Regions from separate parts of the Ovis aries genome. Here region 1 is linked to region 2. A link is a contact called in public Hi-C data. All regions are on one chromosome and are shown on one strand. Each heading gives the region's core, a stretch centred on a gene start, on an enhancer-like site or on the middle of the called end of the contact. The rest is flanking DNA. Distances are from core to core; before and after follow the strand shown.

The links. A called contact is a pair of places that touch in the nucleus more often than the background predicts.
Region 1: a contact with region 2 is called in a Hi-C map of tail adipose tissue, with 6 times the contacts expected there. The contact joins two enhancer-like sites. A contact is called at or near these places in 3 of 16 Hi-C or Micro-C datasets (skin fibroblasts and tail adipose tissue).

The regions. Positions count from the first base shown.
Region 1 is chr13:43,970,783-43,975,280 of ARS-UI_Ramb_v3.0, reverse strand. No RefSeq gene overlaps it. Among named protein-coding and RNA genes, the nearest start is that of KLF6, 210 kb to the left of the region's middle. Within about 2 kb of position 2,605, at least 7 of the 54 cell types and tissues checked have an H3K27ac peak or open chromatin away from gene starts, as enhancers often do. A contact at or near this core is called in tail adipose tissue, where this site is marked.
Region 2 is chr13:43,587,036-43,591,460 of ARS-UI_Ramb_v3.0, reverse strand. The region is part of intron 1 of LOC105611101 (a long non-coding RNA gene); the gene reads right to left. Among named protein-coding and RNA genes, the nearest start is that of AKR1E2, 100 kb to the right of the region's middle. Within about 2 kb of position 1,425, at least 13 of the 54 cell types and tissues checked have an H3K27ac peak or open chromatin away from gene starts, as enhancers often do. A contact at or near this core is called in tail adipose tissue, where this site is marked.

The DNA.
Region 1 (4,498 bases), core at 1,356-3,855, 380 kb before region 2:
TTGCTCAAGCATTCACATTGGTAAAGCCAGTGTATTTAGCACATACCAGCTGTTCATTGTTTACTGACTAAACACAGTGATGTACAGATGTCAGAAAAAATCTTCTGTATTCCTGTTAACTTATAAAGATGTTGAAGAGGGAAAGAAAACTGATGAATCGATATTTTGGTGTGTGTGTTTCATAAGGCTGAGCCTCAGGAACTTCCCTGGAAGTCCAGTGGTTAAGCTTGCAGGGAGCATGGATTCAATCCCTGGCCAGGGAACTAAGATTCCATATGCCATGCACCAAAAACAAAACAAACAAACAAAAAACTGAGCTTCAGATAGCAGGGCTGGGATTTTCTCCATCCTTGCGTCTCAAGGTTTCAGAACCCCAGGGACTTAGCACATGTTATGACAGAAATGATGAGTGAATGAATGACTTCAGAGGAACTGAGGTTAATATTCATCCTTCTGATGTATCATAACTTCCCTGAGGTCAGAATATCTGTCATCAATTGCTTTGTCAGAAGTTGTCTTACCAGAAGGCAGTCATGTCTTGAGGAGTAGTTTCCAGCAAGTTGAGGGCTTGGCTCTTGGGAACGTGTCTACTGCTTATGTTCACTGGGTAGTTCATTGATTTATTACAGATCTCTGAACTTGTGGAAGTGGGTGAGCCAGACAGGGCAGTCTTTTCTAAGTTGGTTTCAATGCCAGAAATTCTACCAGGGTTAATTTCTATCTACTTCTTGCCTCACACATATACTTCAAAAGTTTTGATAAATCTCACCAGGTAACTGACACTTGCCAAAAAAATAAGCACTTTTCAGGACACTGCTAAGCTAAACATCCTTAGTAGGACTACATGTTTTTACTAAAATTCACAGATTCTCTTAAGTGTTGAGCCATCACTTATTATTTATTTATTCACTTTATTCATTTGTTGAGCAAATCTTGGGAATGTTCTCCATGCAAATGACCCAAATACTTGGATGCTCTAAACTTAGGGTAAAAAAAAAAATAGTAAAAGCTGTTTCTTGGGAGAAAAAGAATTCTTTCTTTAAAAAGGATAATTTCTGTACCATATTAGGAAAGAATTGTTTTTCATCAAACTGTTTATTCTAGCTCACTAAACCACCAGAGGTACGCTATTGAACTTGATCTGGTTGAGATAAGATTCTGAAGTATATTGTTCTGCTTGCCTTGGACATCCCTAGTAGCAAGAAGGATCTCTGTTGGATCTTGGAGAATCCATCTTGGGTTTCAATTGTGGAAGATCAGGACTCTCCCAGGACTGCTGCTCTTCCTACAGAACATTATGGGATGCCTTTGCCCAGCTTTGAGGATGTGTTAAGGGCCATCATACTAAAAGCATTCCACACCACGCTGGCCCAAAGAGCACTGCCTCAAATACACAGGGAATGTTTATTTTATTTATTTAACCTTCAAGATCCTTATTAGCTGTTGTAGAAAAGTAAAGATTTATTCATCAATAAAACCCAAAGACTCCATTTACCAAATTTCCATTCTTTACTTTAATGCAATGTGTCTGTAGGGCTTTTAAAATTCATTTATAAAGTTAGAAATATATTCAGCTCTGCTGTCTTGGAGATAGATGGCCACATTATTACTTGTCTGTCAGATATAAGTAGGGCTATTAATAATGTAAAGACAGCTACTAAAGATTCCAAACGTGGGTGTTTCCTTTAGAGGAAATTGCAACTCTAACCTTTGAGTTCCGTTTGGAATCAATTACCTGACTTTGTGTGTATTGTGAAATACCTTTTTTTAGTTTGGAGAGCAAGACATAAGTTAATAGTCTTCAGAATATTTATTGAGAAAGGCAGAGGAAGCGTAAGAATATTAGTGCTAAGAGGATAGTGACTATGACATGTGTTTCAGATTGGGACCAACCTATTCAATATATTACACAAAGGACAGTCTGGACTCCTCTCTGACTGGCACATGGATTTACACAAGATATCGGAGTTGGGGCAGGAATCGAACAAGTGAAAAACTATCGACTGTTGTAGAAAGATGAGATGCCTTCTTAGCCTACAGTTAATGTGTGGATACATACTCAGAGATGCCTTCCTTTCTCCTTACCCCCACAATGAGTTCCAAAAAGAGAATATAATCAGAGAGCCAGTGTTAGAATAAATCTGAAGGTGGATTTTCTGGCTCACAAAGTCCAATTTCTTAAACACCTACATAGAGGCATAACTAGGTCCACACAGCAGCTCTCTGCCCCCTCTCTCTTGGGTATCCTGGGTATAAACCAGGCCCCCAAATATGAACTGGAGACATTAGAGTATGCAGCAGTTAGTACTTTCAAGTAAAGAATGTTCATCCATTTTCACCAGTAAATATGCGTTTATCACACCCTATCCTTGCTGTTAATAGATGAAACAGGAATGCATGGCTATTTTCTTTTAGAGGAAAAAATTCTTAGAGTTGATTTGAATACATGAGAATGGCATCTGAAACACTCCTGGGTGCTATGAGGAACATGTGGATCTCAGAGAAAAGGAACGGAGGTCGCTACGGATCTGCTGCCCTAGCAGACTTCTGGCAGAAGTGGATGTGGATGCAGCTGACCGGATATGAGGGAGCATTTAGAAATACTTCAGTTATACATTGTCTGCGAAAGGGTTGACTCATCAAGGTCTAAGCGAATGTCTTTATTCATTCAATTGTTAAAGGAGCAGAGCTGGCTTACCAGGAAAATTTCTTTTCAGAACCTGTTCATTCGGATAATTTTCAGACAATGGGTGATTTAAGACTTCACCAGTGAGAAAATAAGCAGTAAAATATAAGTTCATTTTCATAAACTTCAAAGATAGCATTGAATAATACCTTGAGATTTTGTTTTTTTTTTCTAGTTGGGGGAAACTGTTAGGATTTTGAAATATGTGGACGTGGCTGTGATTCAGGAGAGCGGCTGACACAGCACCCAGGTTGATTGTTTTATGAGATTTCAATTTGTGGCTTCTACGTGATGACAATTTCCCTCACTGGGGACATGCTGGGGACACATGTGATGCAAGACTGTTCTCATCAGTTGGTGTGTCCTCGGGGTTGAGGAACTGCTTCGCTAAGAACAGCTGTGAGCTGGACAACAAAGTTCTGGCAGGAAGAGACAATGTTTTATTTTTCTTTAAAATTCTGTATTCTGGCAGGGTTTCACTGCTCTGTCTGGGGGCAGAGGAGATGTCGAGCCAGAAGAATAATTGCAGATTTTCACATAATTCTTAAATGTACAGTATCTATGTTTGATGAAAGAGAGAAAACCACCCTGTTAGAATCTTAGCATCTGCTCTGGACAAGGACTGCATCCAGGAAGCTCTCTTTAAGCACGGCTCAAAAAACATGTGAAGGAAAGCCGTGTCTCCTCTGGCATGAAATCTCTTTTGTCTTTGGAGAGTTTAAAGAATATTCATTCATGACTGATCTTCATTCACTTTTATCAATTATTTAGTTGTTAACAGGAGTTGACTGCCTAACACAGATGCTGTCAAACACGTTGGGGCAGCAATGCAGCTTAATAGTTAAGAACGTTGGCTTGGACAATCTTGCTGTGTTTTGAATCATCTCCATCATTTGTCAGGACAAATCACACCTTTGAACAAATCTCTTAAATGATTCGGCTCTCATTTTCCTCATCTGAAAAATGGGTCAGTGACTGTCCCTGCCTCATAAGACTGTCTTGGAAATCAGATATAGACCAGAAGAAGGCTTTGTTTAACCGATTGTTGGTCTCCAGTGATGTCAGAATAGGATGCAGCTGTGTTTCTTTTTGAGCACGATGGAGAGCGCTTTCCTTTCCTTTCTCACCCTTTTTCCATAAAATAAGGGAAGCATGTCTGTTATTGTTCCTAACTCTTGAGGGCAGCTGTCGTCATCAGGGGAGGTGCAGGCAGCCTTGGGGACCATCCTGGACTCTGCGACCCCTGACATGCCAGCGTGCACCTTGAACCCTGGTGATGGAATTTGACTATCTTCGTATCTCCCCCTGATTTTATGAAAGCCTTTGCTAAGTTGGGGTTTCATCACAGAATTTTTCTTCACTTCTATTTGATGTAGGTTATGGGTAAACGCATCAGCATGAGGTCTAATGTTGTCCTCTTGTTTCTGTTTTCATCAGCGTGTAAGTATTCTGTTTCAACATTCTTACAATGACAAGAATTTTAATTTCACCCACAGATGAAACTTAATTTTCATTTGTACAATTTTCATAGATGATGGATATGATCTTTATATTAGTGTCGATGTGCTTGGGGACATAGTGACCAGCATATTTGTGAAAAAGCAGAAATTTTAAAGATGTTGATCAACAAAAAAGTGTATTTCTTGGACAGGGTGCACACTGAATTATTTTCACATATCATTCCTCTACTATAAGCTAAAATCATGTGGCTAGCATTTTCCAATTAAATGAATAAGAATGTAGACTTTCTTTTTAAAATCTGGTTTTTGGAAATAAAATGCACTAAGATGCCTGGCAAAGCAGGGATCTGAA
Region 2 (4,425 bases), core at 176-2,675:
AACCAAGGAATATCAGCCTCTTTCCCTCTCCTTTACTTTCTCATTGGTCAACTCCGGACCACTGGGTTCCAGTCCTTTAGGACCCCAGCAATAGTCTGACAATCTCTGGGTCCATCCGTGCTGATGCACATGGTATTACTTCCTTCTTTTATGGCTGAGTAGTATATGCCATTGTGTGTATGTACCACACCTTCTTTATCCGTTCCTCTGTTGATGGGCTCTTTGGTTGATTCCACGTCTTTGCTGTGGTAAATAGTTTTGCAATGAACATTAGGGTGCATGTATCTTTTCAAGTTGGCAGTTTTGGTTGTTCGTTTTGATATATACTCAGGGGTGGATGGAAAAGGCAATGGCACCCCACTCTTGCCTGGAAAATCCCATGGATGGAGGAGCCTGGTAGGCTGCAGTCCATGGGGTCTCTAAAAGAAGGAAATGGCAACCCACTCCAGTGATCTTGCCTGGAGAATCCTAGGGATGGGGGAGCCTGGCGGGCTGCCGTCTATGGGGTCGCACAGAGTTGAACATGACTGAAGCGACTTAGCAGCAGCAGCAGCCACAGCAGGAGTAGAATCACCAGGTCATATGAAAGTTCTATTTTTAGTTTTCAGAGAAACTCCATACTGCTCTCCATAGTCAGCCAGCTTTCACTACCTTATACAGCCAGAATCTATCCTCCAAACTTTCATCCTACAGTCTTCTGTTTCCATAATGATGCAAATTAGGAAACAAAGCAGTCTATGGGGCTTGACAGACTGAGGATCTCTCAAGTCAGTAAAGCATGAAGCTCTCAGCTCAGTTTTTGTGACATAAGGGACGCTGACTATCCTCCATGTATCGGAGGTTGCTGGGGGAGAAAAACACCTATTGCTCTCATCAGTTTTTATTTACTAATTTTCTCTTAGGAACTATGTAAAAACGTGGAGTTAAAATTTAAAGTGAAGGGTTCTTCATTAATAAAAATTAAATAAAGAAAATGAAAAAGAAATTGCAGCTACATAGTGGAGAAATAAACTCACATCTTGCTTAAACATTCATATATGTTTTCAAACAGATTCGATAGATTTTGCTCCTGAATTTTGTAAAGTGTTAAGATTGTATCTCACTCAATACAAGTTCATAGATTGATAAGATGTCCCATTTTTACATTGTTTTGCCTGTAATATAAAAACATTTCAGTGCAACACAGCCTATTGCTAAATGGCACCAAATAATCATTTCGTGAAGTCAATGTTATTTAATCTAATGACTAGATAAATTTAATAAAATAATCTTGAAAAGCAATCTCAGCAATATCACTACCACCACCTGAAATTCTGTACAGCCATGATGGTAGCCCGAGGACACGACGGCATTGTGAAATCACATGCAGTTCCCCTTGGCCACTGATCTGCTTCACAAGCAGTAATTAAAAGATGAGGAAATTCCATCTGTCGTCACTGGTCTGGCATGTCCTGGGTCCCACCCTGAGGTTTTAGGCTCTGCACAATACTGAGTCATACACAGGATCCAGGACTGGAACCTCCTCTATGAATTTTAAGGTATTAAAAAGATTTACCTATGAGTTAATTGCAAGGAGCTATTTTAAATTTAGATGGAATCTCAGAGCCATTAGCAACATCATCTTTTTGCCCACTATATTCAGTGACTGCTAGAACAGCACAAGAAATATCCAGAGAGGAGGCAAGGGGCAGAGTCATACAGATGATCTATGCCAAAGCTTTGGAATCACAGTAATAGCTTTTCAGTCTTACCAAACTTGCTCTGGAAAGAGTATGAAACCAAAAATATAAGCAACTGGGCAAAGCTGTTGAAGGCGAGTAAGATCAGATCCGTATTTTTGGAAGATGGTGACCGGATTTTTTTTTTTTTTTCCCTTCGGCACTCAGTGGTCTGGACTTTTTTCCCTAATCACCTTCCTCACAGCCCTTAAACTTGGCCACCTTGCCTGTCTTCCAAACAGGTACATTAATATCATCTGGTCCCTTCCTTCTGGCTCATATTTTTGTCCTGGAAATTACCTTTCTTCAGATCTTAATATTCCATGAACTCACCACTCTTCCCTGAGATTAGAGTTCAGTCAAACACAAATGCATGATTAGAAAGCAACTTTCCATTTAGATCTCTCCTCCTTGGGCAGAAAATACCTAAGATTTCAGGGGCATCAGGCTGTTGATCAAAAGCACACATTTTCTTTTGTATAAATTCAGTTCGTTTAGTTCAGTTCTTTTGTTCTTAAAATCATATTCCCTAGAAATTGTAAACAAAGATACTAAATCCACTTCTCTCCATTGGCACATACATTTTAACCTAAGTGGCTAGCACCAGACCCTTTTAGCGGCTCTGTTTATAAGTTGTTGGAAGAAGGACAAAGACTAGCTTCTTTATATTTTATTTATTTTTCAAATTATGAAAGTATGATAACACATTTACAGGAGACTTGGAAAATACAGAACAAGGTTACAAATAGTTCCACTCAATTCTACTACAATTATTTTTTAAGTAGATAAATTAAGATTTTTAGTTGAAGTTTCTATATCAAACTCTCAAAAATTATTAGAATGAATATACAGAAAAGGAGAAGGATATAGTAGACCTGAAAAGCACTATGAACCAATTCAACATAATCGAGATTTATATAATTTTCAAACACAGTAGGATACAAATTCTATTCAAGTTCCCATAGACTATAAACTCAAAAACACTAGAACATATCCAGGGACATAAAACAAGATGAAAAAATTTCGTGGCGACCAGGAAAGACTATTTTAATAAACAATTTCAGCAACACAAAAATTCAGGAAATAATATAGTTTACAAATACAAAACTATATTCATCTATTCTGCTAATCAACACTCAGTTTATTTCCACTTTTTTCACTATTTTAACACTTCTGCATCACTTTATTGACTGATAAAAATTCTTCCGTGAATTGCTCTTCTTATTCTTCACTTTTTCCCCCCTTTCCCGTTCTTTTTCTAAGAACTGTGTTAGAGAACTTCAAGTAGTTTGACTGCTAGTTTTATTTAGAGATTACATGCACTGTCAATCTATTGATTCTTCCCATTTGTGGCTTGTTATTTGGGGACTTTTAATCAAATATTTAATATATTGCTGTTGTTGTTCAGTTGCTCGGTCGTGTCCGACTCTTTGTGACCCTGTGGACTGTAGCCTGTCAGGCTCCTCTATCCATATGGGACTTCCCAGGCAAGAATACTGGAGTGGGTTGCCATTTCCTTCTCCAGGGGATCTTCCTGACCCAGGGATTGAACCCGAATCTCTTCCATCTCCTGCATTGGCAGATGGGTTCTTTACCATCTGAGCCACAAGGGAAGCCCATTTAATATACTAATTTTTGTTTATTGATAAATTGACTGCATTCATTTTTTTTTCCTTTACAGTTGGTTTAAGTAATTGTTTTTTCCCTTCTGGACATAAAGAGACTTGCATATTTTTCTTCTACATTTTTAAAGTTTTGCTTTTTTACATGCAGTGCCACATAAAGTAAGATTTATTTCCTAATGCTGTTTACTTTTTGCACATGGATATCTGATTTCCAGTAACATGTCTTGAATGAGAAGATCTTTTTTAATCCACAAGAATATTTAACAAATTCTCTCACAGAATCTGATGTTAACTGAATTAAGTTAATTTGATTAAATTAATTGGCTCAGTGTTTATGGGAAGGCCTTACAACACTTCAGTAGGCCCCAAGAGCACAAGGCAGGTACTCTGAGGTGTAACCCTGGGACTAACTACACTCCCAGCCTCCCTGTAGACCTGCAAATTCTCAAAGGCTTGTGTCCCTAAGTCAGTAACACTCAGAATAAGGTTTTTCTTAGCGTACATAAAAGTTATGGAGAAAAACACCACTTTGTTGCCATGACTGGCATTTCAGGCAGAGGCTAGAACATTGGCAGAGTCCACCTTGTTTAACATTCGTCCACGAGTCAGATGGTAGTAGGATTTCACTAAATATTTATTAAGGGAAAGAGTCAGTTTAGCTGATCTAATTTCTGACTGTTGACTCCTGGCAGTCTAAACAATTATATTAGTCAAGCTTTCCTAGTTACCCAATAGGGAACAAAAAAAAAATAAAAAATATTTCAAGTAAAACCTGAAGGAAACATGTCTTCAAGAGGGTAGAATATCCAAGACAGACATTTCTAAGGCACAAAATTCATACAAGAGTAGTGAACATCACACCAGAGCTCGCAGACAATAGAGTGTGTTAAGATTTTGACATTCTCAAGCAACTTGAGGCTTTTTGCAACAAATATAATAGAACGTGAGTTTGTAATGAACTGGTGCCTGGGTCTCTGTGACCCAGACGTGCTGAAAAAAAGAAAAGGGAAATACATCTTCTTTTTCCTTCATGTAACCTGAGGCCACTACAGTATTGAACTCCTTTGGTTGAGTGCTTAGCC